Linked DNA regions of Mus musculus: all the other regions are linked to region 1. Evidence: chromatin contacts called from public Hi-C and promoter capture Hi-C data. All regions are on one chromosome and are shown on one strand. The core of a region is the stretch at or near the end of the contact, and the rest is flanking DNA. Distances in the headings are between cores, read along the strand shown. Region 1 holds the start of Dck (deoxycytidine kinase). Region 2 holds the start of Cox18 (cytochrome c oxidase assembly protein 18). Region 3 holds the start of Ythdc1 (YTH domain containing 1).

Evidence for each region. Promoter capture Hi-C pulls out the DNA fragments that hold promoters and counts their contacts. Hi-C and Micro-C count contacts between places; a contact is called where the count stands out from the background.
Region 2: a contact with region 1 is called in a promoter capture Hi-C map of pre-B cells. The contact joins the promoter of Cox18 here to the promoter of Dck in region 1. A contact is called at or near these places in 12 of 39 promoter capture datasets (the 3T3-L1 cell line, the C10 cell line, cranial neural crest and 7 more), 3 of 484 Hi-C or Micro-C datasets (CD4 T cells, LSK cells and Th1 cells) and 13 of 115 datasets of contacts at active chromatin or transcription factors (Th17 cells, acute myeloid leukemia, double positive thymocytes and 8 more).
Region 3: a contact with region 1 is called in a Hi-C map of B cells, with 17 read pairs. The contact joins the promoter of Ythdc1 here to the promoter of Dck in region 1. A contact is called at or near these places in 10 of 39 promoter capture datasets (the 3T3-L1 cell line, the C10 cell line, cranial neural crest and 6 more), 9 of 484 Hi-C or Micro-C datasets (B cells, CD4 T cells, CD8 T cells and 5 more), 9 of 115 datasets of contacts at active chromatin or transcription factors (acute myeloid leukemia, astrocytes, double positive thymocytes and 6 more) and 2 of 9 other capture datasets (adipose tissue and liver).

Annotation. Positions count from the first base shown.
Region 1 is chr5:88,763,685-88,767,186 of GRCm38.p6, forward strand. It overlaps Dck (deoxycytidine kinase), which reads left to right and starts at 1,329. Exons shown (of 7, transcript NM_007832.4): 1 at 1,329-1,662. The coding sequence starts at 1,572.
Region 2 is chr5:90,222,389-90,226,272 of GRCm38.p6, forward strand. Cox18 (cytochrome c oxidase assembly protein 18) reads right to left here and starts at 1,608. Exons shown (of 6, transcript NM_001033310.3): 1 at 1,228-1,608. The coding sequence starts at 1,551.
Region 3 is chr5:86,802,906-86,806,852 of GRCm38.p6, forward strand. It overlaps Ythdc1 (YTH domain containing 1), which reads left to right and starts at 1,361. Exons shown (of 17, transcript NM_001347375.1): 1 at 1,361-1,686. The coding sequence starts at 1,659.

The DNA of each region.
Region 1 (3,502 bases), core at 79-2,578:
TAGGACCCCAACTGGCTTAGCTTTATGCAGGGAACATGCATGCTGCCTCACTGTGAATTCATGTGTGTGTTGGTCATGGTGGGTTTAGAAGGCCTTGTGTCCTTGGTGTCCTCCATTGCCTCTGACTCCTAGACTTTCCCCATCGTTTTCCATAAGGTTCCCAGAGCCCTGAGGAGAGGGCTTTGGTGGAGACATCCCATTTAAAGCAGAGTATGCCAAGGTCTCCCTCTCTGCACTTTATGCCTTTGTGGGTTTGGTTCTGCAGAAAGAAGCATCTCTGATGCTGGCTACAAGAGATACTGACCTATAGGATATCACTAGGTATCATTTTATTGTTCAGTTATTGTAGCAGAACAGTATTTGGATTGCCACCTGAGCAGTGTCAGATATGTGTTACATCTCATGGAGTGGGCCTTAAATCCAGCCAGTCCAACAACTCACTTTAATACCTGCTCCTTTTTTTGTAGAAGTCGTCATTTCTCCGCTGCTAGGTCCATTTTTAGGACATATTTTAGGTCAAATGATAGTTACACGCTAAAAAAAAAATAAGTTCCTTTGTTTTTGTAGATAATTTGAATCTGACTTCCAGATGGGTAATCTTTTTACCAGGTCTATACCCTGATTAAATAGCACCTCTCTCTAGCTCAACCTAGCAGAATGCTGTGTGTGTGTGTGTGTGTGCAGAGTACATCTCTATGTATAAACATGTGTATATGACTTTAAACATTAATTACATGTTAGGCCATGGACATGCAATGTTAAGTCATAGCCATGCTGCTGAGAAACATACCTAGTGTTAGGTAACTTTATAAACAGCACGGTGTAGCATGCAAATTAAAGTGGAGACCTTGGGTGTTATGATGCCAGTTTCCAGTCTCACTTCTGGTCCCAGACTTTAAACCAGTAGCCACTCCCTCCCTTCCTTTCATTCTAGGCACTATCCTGTATGGTGGATGGTACTAGATCGCTGGTTAACGAAATAACTCTTAAGACAGTGACGGACAGCTACACGTTTTCTGTGAGAGACACCTACTGAGGCTCTTAGTTTGAAATTACTAGTTCTTACTTTTCTTCCCGGAAAAGTTCAAACCACGAAGCCTGACAGGATCCCAAAGGGCTGGTCCAGAAAAGCCTGACCCTACTCTTCCCTAGGCGCTTCGCTCAAGCTCCGCCCCTGCCCTCGAATGAGCTCATTGCGCAAGGCCCGCCCCCCGCCCTCCCACTGCTCATCCCGCAGGCCCCGCCCCCTCCGGCTCACAGCTCGTCGCGCACGGTCAGTCGCCCGGCTCTCTCAGGGTTCTCCTCACAAGCCCCGCCCCCTACCCTGCGCTCCTGGGACGCCCGGCCCGCCCGGAGGAACCACAGACATGCAGATCCCGCGAGGGCGAGGCGTATAGGGTGGGAGTCGGGGCCGTCAGGGCGGGTTCTCCACGGTCTGCCCAATCGCCTGCGCCTCCGCGCGCCAAAGTCAAAGTGCGGGTCCCGCCGGCGCGAGATTGACGCTGCAACCCGGAGCCGCCCGTGCCGCCGTGTCCCTGCAGGTTCCGCACCCGAGCCGTCTGGAGCTAGGCATGGCCACCCCACCTAAGAGGTTCTGCCCTTCTCCCTCGACCAGCTCCGAGGGGACCCGCATCAAGAAGATCTCCATCGAGGGGAACATCGGTAAGGTGTCCCCGGTGCGGTGCTGTGCTGGTGCCCCAGGATCCTTCCCTGCTGCCCTGCTCGCGCCGGCGCGGTGGCTCGTCTGGCCCGGCGCCAGCGGGGGCTTTGTGAGGCGCGCTCTGGACCAGTGTGCACCCTTTGTTGGGAACTGTTTTTTCTTGAGATGTAACTTAGGTATGCGAACCCCTTTTTAGGTGTGCTCTTCAGGTAGGCTTCACTGACTTGCGGTTTTACCGCAAAATTGAGACCGTTTTCATCATTTACATCCCCAGTTCCCTTTGCGCTTCTTTGTAGTCAGCTCTTTCTCCCTTCCCATCCCCTTACAAGCCCTGACCTGCTTCTGTTTTAATCCCTGCCAGTTTTGTTTTCCCATGATGTCCTAAACAAAACCAGAGTGTCTTGTTTTCTGTGTCTTGCTTAGTATACTAGAGTGCCTTTAAAACTCACCCATGCTGTTTATTTCTGCAGAACTTTATTTCTTGTTCTGTTTTTTTTTTTTTTTTTGAGACGGTCTCACTTTTGAGACCTGCCTGTCTTGGAACTCACAATGTTGGCCTTGAACTCTCTAGCGATTCGCCTGCCTCTGCCTCCTGTGTGCTGGAATTAAAAGAATACACCACCACGCCTGGCCCAGTGTAATACTTTAAAAAAAAAAAAAAAAAGAAAGTAATATTACAATGAGTGGTATATAGCACATCTTTGTTGTCACCATTTGGGTTGGCGTTTGTAGCAATCCCTAACACTACGCTACACATATGAGGAAAGCAGGTAATGAGTTTGATAGTGTGCAATGTTTTATTCCCTTTCCCACGTACAGGTAAGCACTGAGTTTTGGCTTAAAGACTCTTAGAGTTTCTGCCCTTAACCTTACTGGGGGAGCTACACTGTGCATGTCATTTTGCAAGGTGAGCTTGAATTGCCCATTCTTTTACATTTCCTACCACTGGGAACCAACCGACGCTTCCTGTTTTGGCACAGCTGTTAGGTTTGTGCCTGCAGGTTGAGTACTGACTATTCATGTATGCAGCGGATGTTTTCAGTTTTGCCACCTTCAAAGCACCATCTCTTTGAGAAAGAAGGTCAGCAGATGTAAGCTTCAAGAGAGCCGAGCTGAGACACAAAGAGGGCAAGTTTTCCTTGCTCCACACTTCTGTGGCCGAGATCCTCCTTTCTTATAAGTTCTTTGCGATGCCATGTTTATTAGTAAGAATCCTCAGGGCGTCTTAGTGGATGAAGATGACCATATGAATGATGGGAGAAAGTGTTCAGTAAAGTCATCTTCAGGGTAAATTCCAATGGACAGATCATAATGGATTATCTCCCTTCTCTCAAGCTCATGTAGGCAACATACATCTAGTCTTCCATCTCCTTTCCTTCGTACTGCTTTAATCTTCCCAGCACTGGAAAAAATTGTGAGTGGGCCGCTCCGTCTCCTGCTTCTCTGCATCCAGAGCTATCTTTCCACATACAGATTCAGTAGTGCCATCCATGCCTGCCATCCCTCTCTGACCCCCAACTGCACTGGAAAGATTAGGAAAGATTGCTTACTAGCAGTTAACAAGTTTCCCTTAAGCATCTAGATCTTTTCATTGACCAAAAAAAAAAAAAAAATTCTGAAGCTTTGGCAAGCACTAGGCATGCAGGTCAATTTGGGGAAGTGCCATTTAGATTAAGGCTTGTCACTGTATTGCTCTTGTATAGTTGTTTACATCACCTTATCTCATCTGTCAGGTCCAAATAACCTGTTACTGTAAAAATTACGCAATCTGCGAAGACTAGTTCGTAATTCTTAGGTTCTTCCTAAAATTTGAGGTTTGCTTGGTCATTTTTAGTTGCATAG
Region 2 (3,884 bases), core at 358-2,857, 1.5 Mb after region 1:
TGCATGGTTAGCTTCAGCTGTCAACTTGGCACATCCAGAAGAAAGGGCCTTCAACTAAGACATTTCACCCATCAGATTAGCCTATGGGGCATTTTTTAATCACTAATTGACATGGAAGAACACAGGACACTGTGTGCCACCAGCCCCAGGCATGTGAACGTGAGCTGTATAAAAAGCCAGTAAGCAGTGTTCCTCCAAGGACTCTGCTGCTGTCCCTGCTCTGTAATGCCTCCACAATAGACTATATAACCTACAAACCACATAATCCCTTTCCTCCCCCACTCAGCATTTGGTCAGGACAACCAAACTCACAGTTCTAGTCTCTGTTCCCTAGACCATATACAAATGTTGTTTACTGATCACACTTGTAATCGAAAACATTTAAGAAAACTCTATTAGATATTAGTTTGCTTAAAGTATCTTTGACCCCAGATTTAAATTCCTTGCCTGTACATCTATCTGCGTGATCTTGGCAACCATACTGAGTTAAACCAACTGCAACTTCTTGGTTATGGGTACCTGATGTTTTCTGTTTCTGGCTGTGCATAACCTGAAATCCTGATTCCCAGTATGTAGCATATCTAACAGCACCTCCTCCATAGGATTTCGAGTAAATGAAAACTGCATCCTGGTTCTTACTGTTCCATCCCTACATTTCCCAGGAGAGAGAAAACAGCATTCCAGTGTTAACACCTCACTGTGAATGCTTCCTGGCTCAATGCTGCTGCTCCCTTCCTGGCAATCCTCTGTGACTCAAATTAAAATCTTGACTTACCCCACCCCCACCCCCAGGCACAGCCATGGGGGAGGTAACGTTATACCAATTCCACTGAACAGAGTTCCTAAAAAGCCAACTCGAAGTTTCAATCCATCAGATACAGGGTAGTAGGTGGTAGGCCCAGAGGAAGAATTCATGTCTGGAAACTGCTAACTTAGTGATACCTTTCTAGTAATAAAGAGCAGTATCAATAGTGACAAATGATGCTGCAGACTCTTAAAATGTTTATGACCCTAATGTTTCAGGTTCCTCCGTGCCATTTCTTCTGAATATTGGTCTCAACCGAACATTTGGGAGGCACTTGTATTTCGAATAAATACTTGGTAGGTCGGGTGAACTGGAAGGTACTCGAGTCACCAACCATCATTTAACATGCAATGCTAACTAAATTATTTTAGCCTCCATGTTAACACTAGCAGGCAGGCAGCACGGGGACCGACGCCCCTCACCTTAGCCAGGATGTAGTGCTGATAGGCGGCCAGGGGCAGAGTGACAGCACCGCGCAGGGCAACGGTGCTGAGTATGATGTTGCTCCACCAGGGGAGGCCGGTAGCCTCCTGCGCGCCCAGCAGCACTTCCTCCGCGGTGCGCACCGGCGCCGACGCTGCCAGGGCCTCATACCAGCCACCTGGAGAGGCCGCAGACACCGAAGCGGCTGCCCATACCGGAAGGGCTGGGAGCCGCGCGCTGCTCCAGGCGGGCGGTGATCCCGGTGCCGGGAGCCGCAGGGTGGGCAGCGACCTGAGCCACCCGGCACACGACCGGCACAGCATGGTTACACGGAGCGGGCGGCCAACTAGAGCACTAGCACCAGGAGGTTGCGCGCATGCGCGAACCCGAGGCCACGCCTGACCTTCCCAGCCGAAAGCCCTGTCCAGTGTCGCGCTAGAGATGACGTAAGACTCCGCCTTTCCCACGCGGCAATGAGCCGCTTGAGGCTCTCTTAACTCCTTTCCTTGCTGGGGTGGAGTTCAGAGCGGGAACCGGAACTGCAGGGGTAGGCGGGGCGAGCAAACTGCCTTGCTGTTGAGTTTCAGTTTCCACTCAAGGAAATTGTGGCTTGAGTACTTTTTGTGACTCGGCTGTTTCCGCCCAAGGCGCGCAGCATCTATCTCCGTTTTCTCTACGCACTGCTGAAACACCTACTTTGGGAATAGTGTTTCTGGCTCGGTCAGTGTTAAGTCTGCGTCCTTTATCCCCCTAGGCAGCTCTACTTTATAATAAGACCTAAATGTCTTTATCTGTTCCGGTTAGCATTCTGTATTCCTTTATAAACAGAATGCAGAAATGCCGAGTGGTGGCGCACGCCTTTAATCCCAGCACTTGGGAGGCAGAGGCAGGCGAATTTCTGAGTTCGAGGCCAGCCTGGTCTACTGAGTGAGTTCCAGGACAGCCAGGGCTATAAAGAGAAACCCTGTCTCGAAAAACCAAAAAAAAAAAAAGAAAAGAAAAAAACGAAATAAATAAATAAGAAGAAGAATCACCATCATAATAAGGAGCAGGGAAAAATACTATTTTTCATTTTACAAAATGAATTCCATCAACAGCACAATTTTGCTTCAACGGTTAAATGGAATGCACAGGGCTTTTAACAACTGTGTGTTTTTCACATTCGTGTTCCTGTCAACAGAAAATAAATGGAACAACGAAGTGCCCACTCCTAGGGTAGGCCAAAGTGAATTGAGTTTTTAGAAACCTCTCCCATGTTTGGTAAAGCCAAACTGTGGACACTGTCCTCTACTTTATTGAACACCTACCAAAGCTGTCAGATAGCGTATTTTCTGAAACTTGGGTAACCTGCCTTTAGTTCCCATAGCATAATCCCTTTTAAAAACAGCTCACTTATCTCTTGCTAGTTTAAGAAACCACCGTATTTCCATAAAACTGTTAATATCCAGTAGGCCCTTCCAAGATGGCCTTAAGCCAGAGAAGTTACTTAAAAACAACTCCCCCAAGTCCCAACTTACCATACATGAGAACCTAGAATTAATTCTCAACACTGGGAAAGTAGGTAAATTTATTATGTGTAATAAATAAGCCTGTTATTTGTAGATCTATTGTTCACAAACCCTAAACCAAAAATTTCAAGCAGTTATTAAAATCTTTAACAATTTTTTTCTACAGCTACAGGTAACTGACAACCTCTTCTGATAAAACTGCACACCTGCATTCATGTCAAAGTAATGGAAATAAATTTAAAAACTAAACCCATATATTGTTATGTGAACTAAACTTCTTAATACTTATTTTGTGATGTTGCATATATGAGCATATTTAACTTTTTGTCTTCTTAATAATGTGCATATGACGTGTCTGTAAATCTAACACTAACCCTGAGGAGGAAACTCATGTGGTATCAGAGACCACTTGAGAATTCTAAGGATTGGATTGAGGTTATCAGGCATAGCTTTATGCCTCCCCCATAGGCCCTTGAGATATACAATATGTTCTCTCTGTAGCACAGGCTATTCAAGGACTCACTGTAATTCAGGCTGAAGTGTACTTTTGAGAAAACCTCATGCACTAGTGCCTGAGGGAGGCAAAGGGAGGTTAAGAATTCAAGTCTGGGTCTCTCCCAAGATCCTTCTCTGAACACCTAAAAATTAAGGGGCCACCGCTTGCAATAGCTCCCTGAAATATATATAAAATATATAAATGTTTCTGTATATAAATGTGTATAAATACACACACACTTCTCAGTACTTGCCATCAATTTTTTCAATTTTACTTGTGTCATACAACTCATTTTTCTTCTTAACTTTTGACTTCTTTGAAGAGAACCATCTAAGGGGGCTGGAGAGATGGCCTGTTACTCCTTCAGAGAACTCAAGTTCACCTTCTAGCTCTGACCTCAAGCCATTCACAAACAACTATCTGCCACCCCAGCAACACCCTCTTCTCTCTTCTGGTCTCAGACACCTGCACAGTAAATCTATCAATCACACACACACACACAGTTTTTAAGAGGCAGCAAGGTATGCTTGAGGCCATCCTGGGTTACCTGCTGAGTTCCAGTCTAATCCAAGGGGGTATGTGTGTGTGTGTGTGGGTGGGTGGGTGGAGGGAGAGGAGTACAGTGGCACAGATCTGTATCCACACTCAAAAA
Region 3 (3,947 bases), core at 111-2,610, 2.0 Mb before region 1:
TAGTGCTTATTTGTTATTGTCTCTTATCTTTTACCATCAGTCTTCACCTCCACAGGAGGGCCTCTGTACTAGCTTTTCTCCATAAAAAGGGGTCTTATCACTATAGCAACTGTCTGTCTGTCTGTCTGTCTGTCTCTCTCTCTGTTTTCCAAGTCAAGGTTTCTCTGTGTAGCCCTGGCTGTCTTGGATCTTGCTTTGTAGACCAGGCTGTTCTTGAACTCAGATATCTGCTTGCCTCCTCCCTAATGGGAGGATTAAAGGTATGCATCACCCTTTTCTAGCTAGCTTTTTTTTTTTTTAATAAAGTTCACAATTTTCTTTTTCCCTTTTGTCTTTTTTCTTCCTTTCCATTTTTTTTTGTTTGTTTTTCTTTTGAGCTAAGGTTTCACTGTAGCCCTGGCTATCCCAGTACTGTTCACTCTATAGACCAGGCTGGGCTCTAACTCAGAGATTCCCCTGCCTCTGCTTTCAGAATGCTGGGTTTCAAGGTGTGCACCACCACTCCTGGCGTCAGCACAACTTTCAATTTGTTTACTCAAACCTTGGCTGCCTTAACTAGAAGATAAACTCAGACTTCCTTTGAGGGAGAACACATTTGTTTGTTTATTTTTGAAGCAGGGTTTCTGTGTAGCCATGGGTGTCTTGGAACTCAATCTGTATGCCAGGATGGCCTCGAACTCACAGGGATCCTCCTGCCTCTGCCTCTGCCTCTGCCTCTCCAGTGCTGGGATTAAAGATGAGCCCAAATACCACCCAACAATAAAGCTATTCTTAACCCCTGGTCCTAGAACAATATTTAAAAAGAAGTAGTAGACACTACTAATCAAATAAAAGAAAATTAAATATATAAAAAAGACATAGCCGGGCAGTGGTGGTTTATGCCTTTAATCTCAGCACTTGGGAGGCATAGGCAGGCGGATTTCTGAGTTCGAGGCCAGCCTGGTCTACAGAGTGAGTTCCAGGACAGCCAGGGCCACACAGAGAAACCCTGTCTCGTAAAACCAAAGAAAGACATAACACCCTTTCTGATGGTGTCTCACACTAACCATTCAAGGCCTTCCAAACGTTTCTGGTGAGATGTCTGCATCCTTGAGCTGTAGGAAGCACAGCAGAGAAGCCTAAATACCGATTATCCTCTGGAACGAGGGCGGTTCCCTGGACGTCAAGTTTGCGCGCGGGGCGGGACGACGTGCCGAAGTCACGCCCTCTTACGTCCCGCTTCTCGCTCCAGTCCCCGTCCCCGCCTCCGCCCCCGCCCCGGTTCCCCGCACTGTGACGTTCCGCGAGAGGCACAGAGCGTAAACAGCGCAAGGCATTTCGGGAGCGGGATTGTTTCGCGCAGGAAGCAGGCTCCATTTTAGCGCCGCCCGGCGTCGCCATCTGTGTCTCTCTCCTCCCCCTTGTCTCTGTGGTGGCCGAACCCCAACAGGAAGGCTGAAGCCCGCGCCGACCGAGGCCAGAGAGCCAGGCGGGAAGAGAACCAGAGCACGGGAGGAAGGGTTGCGCGTAGGAAGCTGAGTGGAGCAGGTCAGGTCGAAGCGCGCGGCCCGCCGGACGGACTGACGGACGGACTCGTGCGCCTGCGGCCGCGTCTGCGGCGCCCGCGCGACTCGCGTCCCGGCGGCGGCGGTGGCGGCGGCGGAAGCCGGAGGGCAGCCATGGCGGCCGACAGCCGGGAGGAGAAAGGTGAGTGTGGAGGACGGGGCCTCGGGGCGGCCGGGCGAGGGGACCTAGGAGCCGCGGCCTGCGGGCGAGGCGGGAGGTTAGGGCCTCGCGCAGAGCAGGCGGCCGCATCGTGACCCGCTCCTTGCGAGGCCTGGCCTGCTGGGCCCGGCGTCCTCGTCTCTGCGGCGGCTCCCACCTCGACCAGGGCTTTGCTTCTCTCGTCACTCCCGGGAGCGGTTGGGAGAGGGCTTGCTTTGAGGAACTTGCCCCCGGGCACGTTTCCTGGCCGGATTATGCGGATGTAATGCGTATTTTTCTGAACTGTCGTCTTTTTGGTTGACTTTTTTCGAAAATAACGTCACAGTTAGCATTGTTAGACTAGTGAGTAGACTAGTTTAATTCATTCAGGTGGATTATTAATCATGAGAAATACCTGTAAGTAGCTTCTCACTGATCTTTTGGATAAGCTAAGAATCGCTTCTTTTATTCCTCGAGTATTTACTTTGGAAAGAAAGATATTAGGAAAAAAACAAACAAACAAACAAACACCCATGCCCCTTCTTCCAAAAGTCCTAGCAACGGATCTCCCAGAATAGTGCAGAGTTCTCAAAAGATTCAGCGAGGAATACGTAGGTGGAGGCTAGAGAGACTTGGAAAGATAAAAAGAAAACATTTTAGTTGATAAAATGTCATTTCTTCTGAAATACTATATAGAGACCACAGATGCCAGTATAGGATCCAGACCATAGAAGATACTCGTCTAGATGGGATGCAGTCTTGAGAGAGTTCTCAGCTCTGGGACTATCGCGACAGTCTTAGAAGAAAATAGTGCACACTTGCTGCCCTGCATTTCACAAATCTCTGCTTGTGGCTCATTAAATTTGAGGTGGAGATTTGTTAAGTGGGCTGAACAGTCATTAAAGCTTTTTTCCACTTTTCTGGTCTGTCTTGAGTGGGAATATGTTTAAAGATCTGTCTTTGTCATAAGCATCCTCCCCCCCCCCCCCCCCTTAGGGACATGGTTTCCATGTAGCCCTGCCTGTTCTGGAACTTGATTTGCAGACAGGCTGGCCTCAAACTTGAGAGATCTGCCTGCTTCTGCCTCCTGAGTGCAAGGCATGTGCCATCACTGCCCAGTTGAAGCAATTCTCGATGCACACATTGCAGTTTATTTTTTATTCTGAAACTAAACCTGTTCCTCGAGACATTCTGAAGGACTGTGAAGGAAGAATTCTGATAGTGAATAAAGGACTATCTTATTATATAAAGTCAGTTGTAAAAAAAAAAAAAAAAACCTGAAGATCCTTTCAACCTTTGATTGGCAGGATAAGATTTATGACTTAGTAGTTTTGGTGGCTGCCATGGTAGATGAACCAAACACAAAAGCGATTAAAATTCAGTTGTCAGTATAGTTTCTATTAAAGTGAAGATAATTTAGAAATCAGTAATATACAACAATGCACAGTGAAGTAATGATCATTTGCTTTTAGAAGTGGACTTAATATTGAAGATGCACTTTAAACACAAAAACTCGATTATTGAGTTGTGATGTCATTCGTCACCAATGCTTAGAATATTTGGAAATAGTTTTTTAAAACTTAATTTTTCTAATTGTGCTTTATTTGAATTTTCTGGTACAAGTGACTTTTTTATAGTTAAAATCAAGATTATTTCTCTATACTAGCAGCTAGTAAATACCTACTGGAAGTGCTTAGTGTTACTTGATCATTGTCACTCACCTATGAAAGTCAGTATTAAAACGAATAAGTACCTTTAATCCCAGCACTTGGGAGGCAGAGGCAGGCAGATTTCCGAGTTCGAGGCCAGCCTGGTCTACAGAGTGAGTTCCAGGACAAGTCAGGACTACACAGAGAAACCGTGTCTCGAAAAAACAAAAAACCAAAACAAAAAAACCGAATAAGTAATACTTAAAGAAAAGTGAGAATGTTAAGAGAAATTTGTATCATTTGTTATGTGTTTAACAGGAAAGTACGAAGATTATAAGAATCTTAGTCATAATGGTGGCAATGTAGGCCTTTAATCCCAGCACTTAGGAGGCAGAGGCAAGTAGATCTCTTGAGTACAAAGCCAGCTTGGTTTACAGAATGAGTTCTGGAGCAGGTAAGATTCCTTTTTATGGGAGAAGAGAAATGTCCCATAAAAAGGAATCTTAATCATGCTAAAACTTAAGCCTTTAATAAATTCATAACTTTTGGAAACTCTTGATTAAAAAACAAGTCTCAGAAAATAAGAAAGTTGCAATTATGCGTGTTAATCACAAT